Linked DNA regions of Mus musculus: all the other regions are linked to region 3. Evidence: chromatin contacts called from public HiChIP or PLAC-seq and Micro-C data. All regions are on one chromosome and are shown on one strand. Each heading gives the region's core, a stretch centred on a gene start, on an enhancer-like site or on the middle of the called end of the contact. The rest is flanking DNA. Distances are from core to core; before and after follow the strand shown. Region 1 overlaps Grip1 (glutamate receptor interacting protein 1). Region 2 holds the start of Irak3 (interleukin-1 receptor-associated kinase 3). Region 3 holds the start of Grip1 (glutamate receptor interacting protein 1).

Region 1 (2,700 bases), core at 146-2,645, 610 kb after region 3:
GAGGAAACCAGGGCTGGAGTGATTCGGTACTCAGGGTGATGGTGTGGTAAACAGTGGTGCTGGATCTACTATGGACTTCTGTTTCTCCAACTTTCTCAAAGCCAAAGCGTACTGAGCTCCTAAACACGGTGCACACTGACTTCCTATCTATGAAGGAATCCAAACTTCCCAGCACAGTGTACACTGGCATTTTTGCTGTTGTTGTTTCTTAAGTACAGCTTGTATTGAACTAATTCCAAGAGTCACTAACAGACCTTAGACAAGTTTGAAGAGAGAAACTTTAGATAGTTGTTTGGGTTATAGGTGCGAGGTGACCGTCACCATGGAGTGCTTGTTAAAATGCAGGGTCTCTGTGTTTTCAGGGACGCTGAGCCAGGGACACGGACACTTTAGCAATATCGTCAGTGGATTCTCTTGAGGTCTAAAGATTGAAAATCATGGGCAGACGTCTTGCTAGTTCTAGATAGTATTCTGTTTTAATGCAATCACAGACACAGAATGGTGGGAGGGGAAGCGAGGCTACACTTCGGGCCCTGGAGCTTCCATGCTTTATCTTTAATATGAGCTCTGTTTTCTGCTGCAGCTTATCACAAACGCTTTCTCTTTGTAGATAAGGGACAAGCAATCTTTGCTGTGTTTCGTTGATAACTGTCCGTTTTTTTTTGTCCCCTTTGGAATCTTAAGCATCCTTTGGTGGCCACTTGATCCATCTCTGCGATGAGTCACCGCTGCACTTCCACACACACCTCCAGGCACCAAAGCCAAATCAAATCAAAAGCTCTTTTGCAAGAGGACAAGTTCCTCGCATTCAGCCCAATTGAACTTTAAAAATGATTTCCTATTGACACTCACTGGTTCCCTGCTGTGCATGACTTCCAACAGAATTAAGTTTAGCATTTAGTTGTATACAGCTATTGATATATGTCTTTTGACAGAAGGATTCTTAAAATAATTTTCCAGGGTTCTCCCCCCCCCCCCCCCCCCCACACACACACACACACACTTAAGGCTGCTGAGGACTCCACCGGAACATTTGAGTCACTCTGAGTCACTCTGGAGACTCAACTATTTTGTTTCTCCTTTCTTTTTTATTTGGGGGGTGGGGGTGGGGGCGGGGTTGGAGACAGGGTTTCTCTGTATCGCCCTGGCTATCCCGGAACTCACTCTGTAGAGCAGGTTGGCCTCAAACTCAGAAAGCTGCCTGCCTCTGCCTCCCCAGTGCTGGGATTAAAGGCGTGCGCCACCACTGCCTGGCAGGAGCATCAGCTTTTTCCTCAGCCAAGCGCGCACGCACGGTGCATTTGCAGGCTGGGAGTTTTGTCAGAGTGGAGCCAGTGCGGTGATGCTGCTCTACTCCTTGGACAGAGTGCTGCGGGGGGCCACCAGATTCTTCTGTAACCCCGCCCCCTGGTTAGGAATGGGCGTGGCCCTAGGAGGAAAAATGAAAGGCAAATACCTCACTCTTTCCCATGCCTCTTTCTTCACTAAATATTTGAGGTCACCGTGGTGGATTACAGGAGTCAGCGGGGCCAGGCACAGACCTCCTGACTGCTGGCTCAGGACTGCCTGCAGCGGAAATCACGGGAAGCTAAAAGCAGCTCCGTTGGTGTGTGAACTCGGCTATCATCTGTAGCCATGCTTTGCTGGGCTCCCTTCTCTTCAGAAGTAGAGAGAGTATGAGTCTGGCTTTTCTCGCTTCCAAAAGAGAGAGCAGGGCCACCTGCTAGCAGAGGAGGGAAACCTCACAAGGCACATTTTCCCAGGTACAGTCGACCTCGTTCAGTCTTACTCCAGCTTTCCTCGGCTGTCCAAGCGTGAGCTAGAGCCAGCAAGGACAGGATGCAAAGCCAGGAAACTGCTCACTCAGAGAAGTGGAGGCTCTTTGCCTGTCACTGTGTCAGCCTGGCAGCCAGCTTATCCCCCGTGGTGCCAAGGGCAAACAACAGTGTGAACACTGTTGGGGGACCATTGGCTAGGGTGACAAGGAACAGACTTTGGGTTGCACATTTCAATTAAACAGTGGCCCCAGAAATCCTCAAAATGCATGTTTTCCATCGCATTCCCATGGATGCGGTTCTATCCTTTTTAAACCTTACCACCACCACAAAACAACAACAACAAAATTTGTGGGAAAAAAAGGCTCATGTTTAAAAGAATGCCTTTTTAGAACAGGGCGTGGCACACGCCTGTAATCCCAGTACTTGGGAGGCAGAGGCAGGAGGATTTCTGAGTTCGAGGCCAGCCTGGTCTACAGAGTGAGTACCAGGACAGCCAGGGCTACACAGAGAAACCCTGTCTCGAAAAACTTATTAAAAAAAAAAAAAGCTTTTTTTTTTTTAAATTTACTTGAGTGACCAAGGATTACAGCAATGACAAAGCTCGTTTAAAGAGCAATCAAGAGGTGTCTTATCAGTCAGTGGCATAAGGAGTCTCAGACGGTATCACTGTCTGTTCTAAAGGGTAACTTGGGAGTCCTCTGCACTTTTGCTAGGCAGAGCCCACTTGGTATTTTGTCATGTTTTGCAAGCTGTCCACCGCTACAGTCGGGGGAAGATATGTCAAGTGGAGGTGACACCCCACATCTCACGTGACCTTCAGTGGTCCTGTGAGACAAGCTTTCGAGACAGTGTGCCTCGTTGCTATTCCTCATGTTCTTTATGAACTTCTGTCATGGATCCGACTCCCCAATGTCCCTGTCTG
Region 2 (2,700 bases), core at 183-2,682, 750 kb after region 3:
ATGGCTCAGTGGTTAAAGAGCACTGACTGCTCTTCGGAAGGTCCTGACTTCAATTCCCAGCAACCACATGGTGGCTCACAACCATCCGTAACGAGATCTGGTGCCCTCTTCTGGAGTGTCTGAAGGCAGCTACAGTGTACTTACATATAATAAATAAATCTTAAAAAGAAAGAAAGAAAGAGAGAGAGAGAGAGAGAGAGAGAGAGAGAGAGAGAGAGAGAGAGAGAAAGGAAGAAAGAAAGAAAGAAAAGTGGAAATCACATCCACCGCAAACAGCATTTCCCTTATAGATTATTGGAGACTTATTGGAAACAGCGAAGTGGGTTATGCATGCCATCTGAGTTCTGTCCCAGGATCCCGTGGTGGAAGGAGAGAACTGGTTCCTGGAATTTGTCTTCTAGATGCGGGAGGAGTGTGGGATACACACACAAAAAACACCAAAGAATAGATATCTTAAAGTTCTAAAAGAAAGGAAGGAAGGAAGGAAGGAAGGAAGGAAGGAAGGAAGAAGGAAAGGAGAAAAGAAAGAAAGAAAGAAAGAAAGAAAGAAAGAAAGAAAGAAAGAAAGAAAGAAAGAAAGAAAGAAAGGAAGGAAGGAAGGAAGGAAGGAAGGAAGGAAGAAAGAAAGAAAGAAAGAAAGAAAGAAAGAAAGGAAAGAAAAGAAAGTAAGTTTGCTTTTTGTTTTTGAGATGGCGTCTCATGTTTCCCAAGCCAGCTAGGAACTCTCTACAAGGAGAGGATGCTCTTGAGCATCTGTCCTGCCTACTTCTACCTCTCAATGACTGGCACTACCACTGTCTGTTTTATTCCAAGCTAGGGAATCGAACATGCAGCTTCATACATCTATAGGTAAGCACTCTAGCAACTGAGCGGCATCTCAAAAAAGAAGTTATAATATTAAAAAAATCTGATGTAGGGGTTGTAGAGCCAGTAGCCATGCCCTGCATACGGTAATATTTGCATACTGCTGCGCACACTGCAAACCGAGTGAAGCGAGAATCTCTTCCCAGCACGGGATGCTTTCTTGACATCTGACATACCCAATCCCCTAACTTGATACAGCAGTACCCCACTGTCAGAGAGGGAAGGAGAGTGAGTGGCAGGTCCCCGGGTTTGCTGAGTCCCTCGCGGGGGAGGACCGGCAGGTCTGAGTCGCACTCACCCAGGCCCCGCCAGCCGAGCGGGCCATCGCAGCTGTCCAGGATCCCGCAAAGCTCTCCCAGCAGTGCGGGCGGCAGGTCGAAGAGCAGCAACTGTGGCGACAGCGCGCCACGGGCCCCGCACCGGCCGGCCATCGCGGAGTCCCGGGACCCCACGCAGAGAAGCAGGGAGGTCGCCGCTGTCACCGCCTTTCACAACCGCGGAAATTCAGCTCCACGACGGCTGCCCGGAGCTTGCAACACGCCGTCGCAGGGCGGGCCCCACGTGACGTAGGGAGCCGCTCCCCAGGGATGCGCCCTGCGAGACCTGGGCTGCCCTTGCTCCTAGCCGCTGTCCCGCGACCCTGCGCGCCGCACCCCAGGTCATCTTTGTTATGAACCGTTCTGTCCGTCCCCGTCTTGGGACATGACCCAGGAGACCAGCCAAGAAAATGAGGGCGGGGAACAGCGGCTGGAATCCGGGAAAGCCGCCACCCCTCTGCTGCTCTGGGACGGGCGGCCTCCTGGCCACGATGGATCTAAGAGGTTTGTGTTACATCTTTTAAAGTTTCTCTTTGTCCCGTCAGGAAAGAAATGCGTGCTCACCGAGAAACACGTTTTTGCCAAATAACTTTAAACGGAAGGAAACGTGTACACGCCGGGCGAAATGGACATAAAAAGAAAACCACAACAAACAGGCCAAACCTGGGCAAACAAACTGCTCATCCTTGCTGCAGAAGGCAACCCCTGCCGTCGTGCCGCTTGGTTTTACTACAGTCTCCCTTTCTTTCCTCGCAGTGCTTCAACGAGTTTGCAAAATGAAGTTTAGGAAACATTGGCTGGTGTGTTGAAATATTCTACCGTTTATGCTGTAATGACCACCGCAGGAACGGTACGGATACTACTGACAAAGGAGGTGGGAAAATGAAGTGGGAGATTTTATGATAACCAGGCACTGAAAAACAAACTCCTGTTTCAATCCCCTGAGCTTGTCTTTGGAATGGCGCCCCCTGGCGGTCAGCAGCAATGGTGCCTGGGCATTCAGTACCCACAGTGGCAAAGTTAGAACTGTTTGAGCAAAACTTCTTAAGTCTCCTCATTCTAAGGACTACGGTTTTATCAGGCTACACCCCAAAAAGGGTCTCTATGCCACCATGCTGAGCATCAGAGGGAGAGAAGATTGATACAGGGTTCTTTTTGACTTTCTAGACCAGACAAAAGCAACCTGAGACGTGTGCCTGCACAGGAAATCGCCATGTGTGGTTGTGTTAGCTTTCTGACAAAATGCCCCCACCGAGCAGCTTCAAAAGAAGAAGTTGTTTGGTACACAACCTCGGAACTTCAGTCCATGGTTGCTTGACCCCAATGTCTTTTGAGGTCTCTGAGAAGCCAAAGTGTCATAGCGTAAGTGATCCATGGCGGCAGGAAATGAGAGAGAGGGAGGGAGGAAGGGGGACAGGGCCAGGGTACCAAATTCCCTTCAAGGGATCTGATTTATTTGCACTAAGACCTATCTGGTTCCGGTTCAGTCGCCTATCAGCACTGTAGGCTGGCAAGCAAG
Region 3 (2,700 bases), core at 84-2,583:
TGGTTTTTGGCAGCAGGGCAGCTCTGCAGTGACAACCAAGCACTCGCACAAGGGGCAACGGCAGGTGCCAACATCCCTGCTTGATCAGACAGTTTATGAGATGGCAGGAGAAGACAGACCTTATCTTCAGGTGCTGTGTGATTATGCTATTGCTCTGGCAGTGAGAGAGCAGAAGGCTGGCAAGAGCTGATGTCCCCATTGAGGGAGAGGAACCACAGTTCCTTCAGAGGCCAAAAGAAACCGCAGAGGCGAAACCCCCAAACCACACTCCAGTAGATACAGCCTCTGGGGCTCCAAACTCTTCAGAACCCGTCAGATGGGAGGGAAAGGCATGGCTATTTTCCAGCCAGAGGCCCAGGCTTGAAGAAATGAATGGCATCTCCATGCAAGACAGACAGCTGCCAAAAGTCCCTCTCCTAGTAGCACTGAGGTCTCAAGGAAGAGCCCACATGCCTGGGCAGAACCTTCCAGGCTCTGGTACAAAGGCTTCTGTCCCCCCTCCCCCTCCCCACCTTTATTCATTTTCCACTGATTTTTTTTTTCTTTCTGTGAGCCTATGACAAGAGGAAGAAACTAATCATAAAACCTGATCATAAAATTCCTTCCTACACTTGAAGACAGCTATTAAATATTCACTCAGCTGAGGTCTGCTTGCATCCTTTAAAACAAAAGGGGCTCCTGGCTCCCACCGTCCCCACCCCTGGGACCAGCGCCGACCATCCCGAAAGTTGCCACTGCCCCTGTGTTGAGGGCGAAGTTAGCGAATCCGGAGCTGCGAGTCTCAACTTGGGGGAGGGGGCGACGGGCAGGGCTGGGGAGGGGAGTGAGCGGCGAGAAGGAGGGACTAGAGGGAAGGACACTGCCCCCTGCTTCATCGAGGTCATCGCCAAAGCCGCCTAAGCGGCCGGTCGGGCTCGGGGCGGGAGGCCCGGGAGGGGCGGGCGAGGGCTCCGCAGCGGCGGCGGGGTGCCAGGCTCCGTACCTGGCGGGCCGGGCGCGCCTCGCAGGCCGGCGATCCGGGCGCCGAGGGTGTGAGCGCGCGCGCCCCTCCGTGCCCGCCCAGCCTCGCGCGCGTCTCGGGGGGAGAGGCTCTGGCGACAGGCGCCCCGGGAGCCCGCAGCTCGGTCCCGCCCGCCCCGAGGAGCTTTGTGCGGCCGCGGCGGCTCCGAGTCCCACCTGCTGGCGGCGGAGGGACGAGGAAGGAGAAGGCGAGGACGACGAAGAGGAGGAGGAGGTGGAGGAGGAGGAGCGGAGCGAGGCGGCGCCAGCCCTGAGCTCCCGCCGGCGCCCACCTCCGGGGGCTCGGCGGTCCTACACCGGCCTGCTCCGGTCCCCCGGCCTCGCGGCCACACCGCGCCACCGCGGCTGCAGAACCCCCCCCCCCCCCCAGCTCTGCCCGGTTACCGCGCGGCCCGACCGCCACAGCCACCGCCACCGCCACCCCCGGGGAGCTCGGGAGACTTGGAGGCGAGCAGCGGGGCGCGCGGCGTCGCCTCAATGTATCGGGGAGTCGCCTCGGCGCCCCAGCCCCGCTGAGCAGCCTCGGGCGTGTTGCTACCGGCCGGAGGGCGTGAGCCAGGAGGCGCGGCGAGCCCCAGAGCCGGCGACCAGCGAGTGAGCGAGCCAGCGAGTACGCCCCGGAGCAAGCTCAGGGAGCAGACACCATGCCGGGCTGGAAGAAGAACATCCCCATCTGCTTACAAGCGGAGGAGCAGGAGAGAGGTGAGCCTGGCGGTCGAGCCTGGGGGGCCGGGCCGGGCGCCCTCGGTGCCTCCCTGTCCCCCAGCTCCCCGAGACCTGTCCTCCGGCCGGCAAGGGAGGGGCGCCGTGCCCTCCGGGGACCGCGCTCCAGGCCAGGTGGCACCTTGCGAAATCCGAGAGGGGGTTTGGGGATCTGGAGGGGGGAAAAGCCGAGGGGGCAAGGGAACAGTGCTGCGGCAAGCAACTTTTCGCCCGGGGAAAGATTCTGTTTTTTCTTACCGAGGACCTAGAGGGAACTCCAGCTTCTCCTGGGCCCGCTGCGCACGTGGAGCCCCGGCTCCTCTCTGTGCGGTGGGCTCTCCTGGTGCTGGGGGTGGGGGAGAATCTTGCAATGCTTTAAGTGACTTTTCAAACTTTCCTCCTCCTGCCGCGGCCGCCTTGACGATGTCCCCGCCTCTGGCTGGGCTACGATGGTGCTGCCAAACCCAAAGTTGCAGGAGATTCTTAAAGGGGGAGTAGAAGGGGGAAGAGTGTGGGGGGCGGGTAGGGGGCGCTGCCTTGGGTCGCTGGAAGGGGGGAGGGGAGAGAGGACTGACTGTCCCCTGGCTGGTAGTGACTGCCTAAAAGATGAGTTATGCCCAGCGCAGTCCCGGCTTTCTAGTTAATACCGCAGGACTGCGGACTTTTCATAATTACTGTCTGTTTTCTTCGGAAGACACGGCTCTCCGTGCCAGGTGGCTCTGCAGCCCCTTTGTGCTTCAGCCTGCCAAGTGTGCTGGGCACGTTGTTTTGAAGTGACTCGCGGAGAGGAAAAGTTGAAGGCCTTTTGCACTCTAAACGCTTGGTTCTGTTGTCATCTTACGGTGTTTGGGTTGTGCAGTGGTTGGCCGTAACCTGGATATCATGTACGGAGTACACCAAAATTTCCTACCAAGGCCCCATGGGGCTGTGGGGTGCGCAGCATCCAGAGGGATTCCCTGGCTGTCAAGGTCCACCAGG

What was found. A called contact is a pair of places that touch in the nucleus more often than the background predicts. HiChIP or PLAC-seq counts read pairs in DNA pulled down with a chosen protein or histone mark.
Region 1: a contact with region 3 is called in a Micro-C map of embryonic fibroblasts, with 6 times the contacts expected there. The contact joins the enhancer-like site here to the promoter of Grip1 in region 3. A contact is called at or near these places in 8 of 39 promoter capture datasets (3T3-L1-derived adipocytes, the C10 cell line, the HPC-7 cell line and 4 more), 2 of 484 Hi-C or Micro-C datasets (the N1E-115 cell line and embryonic fibroblasts) and 1 of 9 other capture datasets (embryonic stem cells).
Region 2: an H3K4me3 HiChIP or PLAC-seq map of forebrain shows a contact between it and region 3, with 5 times the contacts expected there. The contact joins the promoter of Irak3 here to the promoter of Grip1 in region 3. A contact is called at or near these places in 9 of 39 promoter capture datasets (the C10 cell line, cranial neural crest, embryonic stem cells and 5 more), 3 of 484 Hi-C or Micro-C datasets (cortical neurons and embryonic stem cells) and 4 of 115 datasets of contacts at active chromatin or transcription factors (astrocytes, embryonic forebrain, embryonic stem cells and 1 more).

The regions. Positions count from the first base shown.
Region 1 is chr10:120,060,031-120,062,730 of GRCm38.p6, forward strand. All of the region lies in intron 21 of Grip1 (glutamate receptor interacting protein 1), which reads left to right. Among named protein-coding and RNA genes, the nearest start is that of Helb, 52 kb to the right of the region's middle. Within about 2 kb of position 1,396, at least 40 of the 459 cell types and tissues checked have an H3K27ac peak or open chromatin away from gene starts, as enhancers often do. A contact at or near this core is called in the N1E-115 cell line and embryonic fibroblasts, where this site is marked.
Region 2 is chr10:120,200,165-120,202,864 of GRCm38.p6, forward strand. It overlaps Irak3 (interleukin-1 receptor-associated kinase 3), which reads right to left and starts at 1,433. Exons shown (of 12, transcript NM_028679.4): 1 at 1,163-1,433. The coding sequence starts at 1,295. It overlaps Gm38500 (predicted gene, 38500), which reads left to right and starts at 1,426. Exons shown (of 3, transcript NR_166661.1): 1 at 1,426-1,685; 2 at 1,938-2,031.
Region 3 is chr10:119,452,701-119,455,400 of GRCm38.p6, forward strand. It overlaps Grip1 (glutamate receptor interacting protein 1), which reads left to right and starts at 1,334. Exons shown (of 23, transcript NM_001277292.1): 1 at 1,334-1,722. The coding sequence starts at 1,665.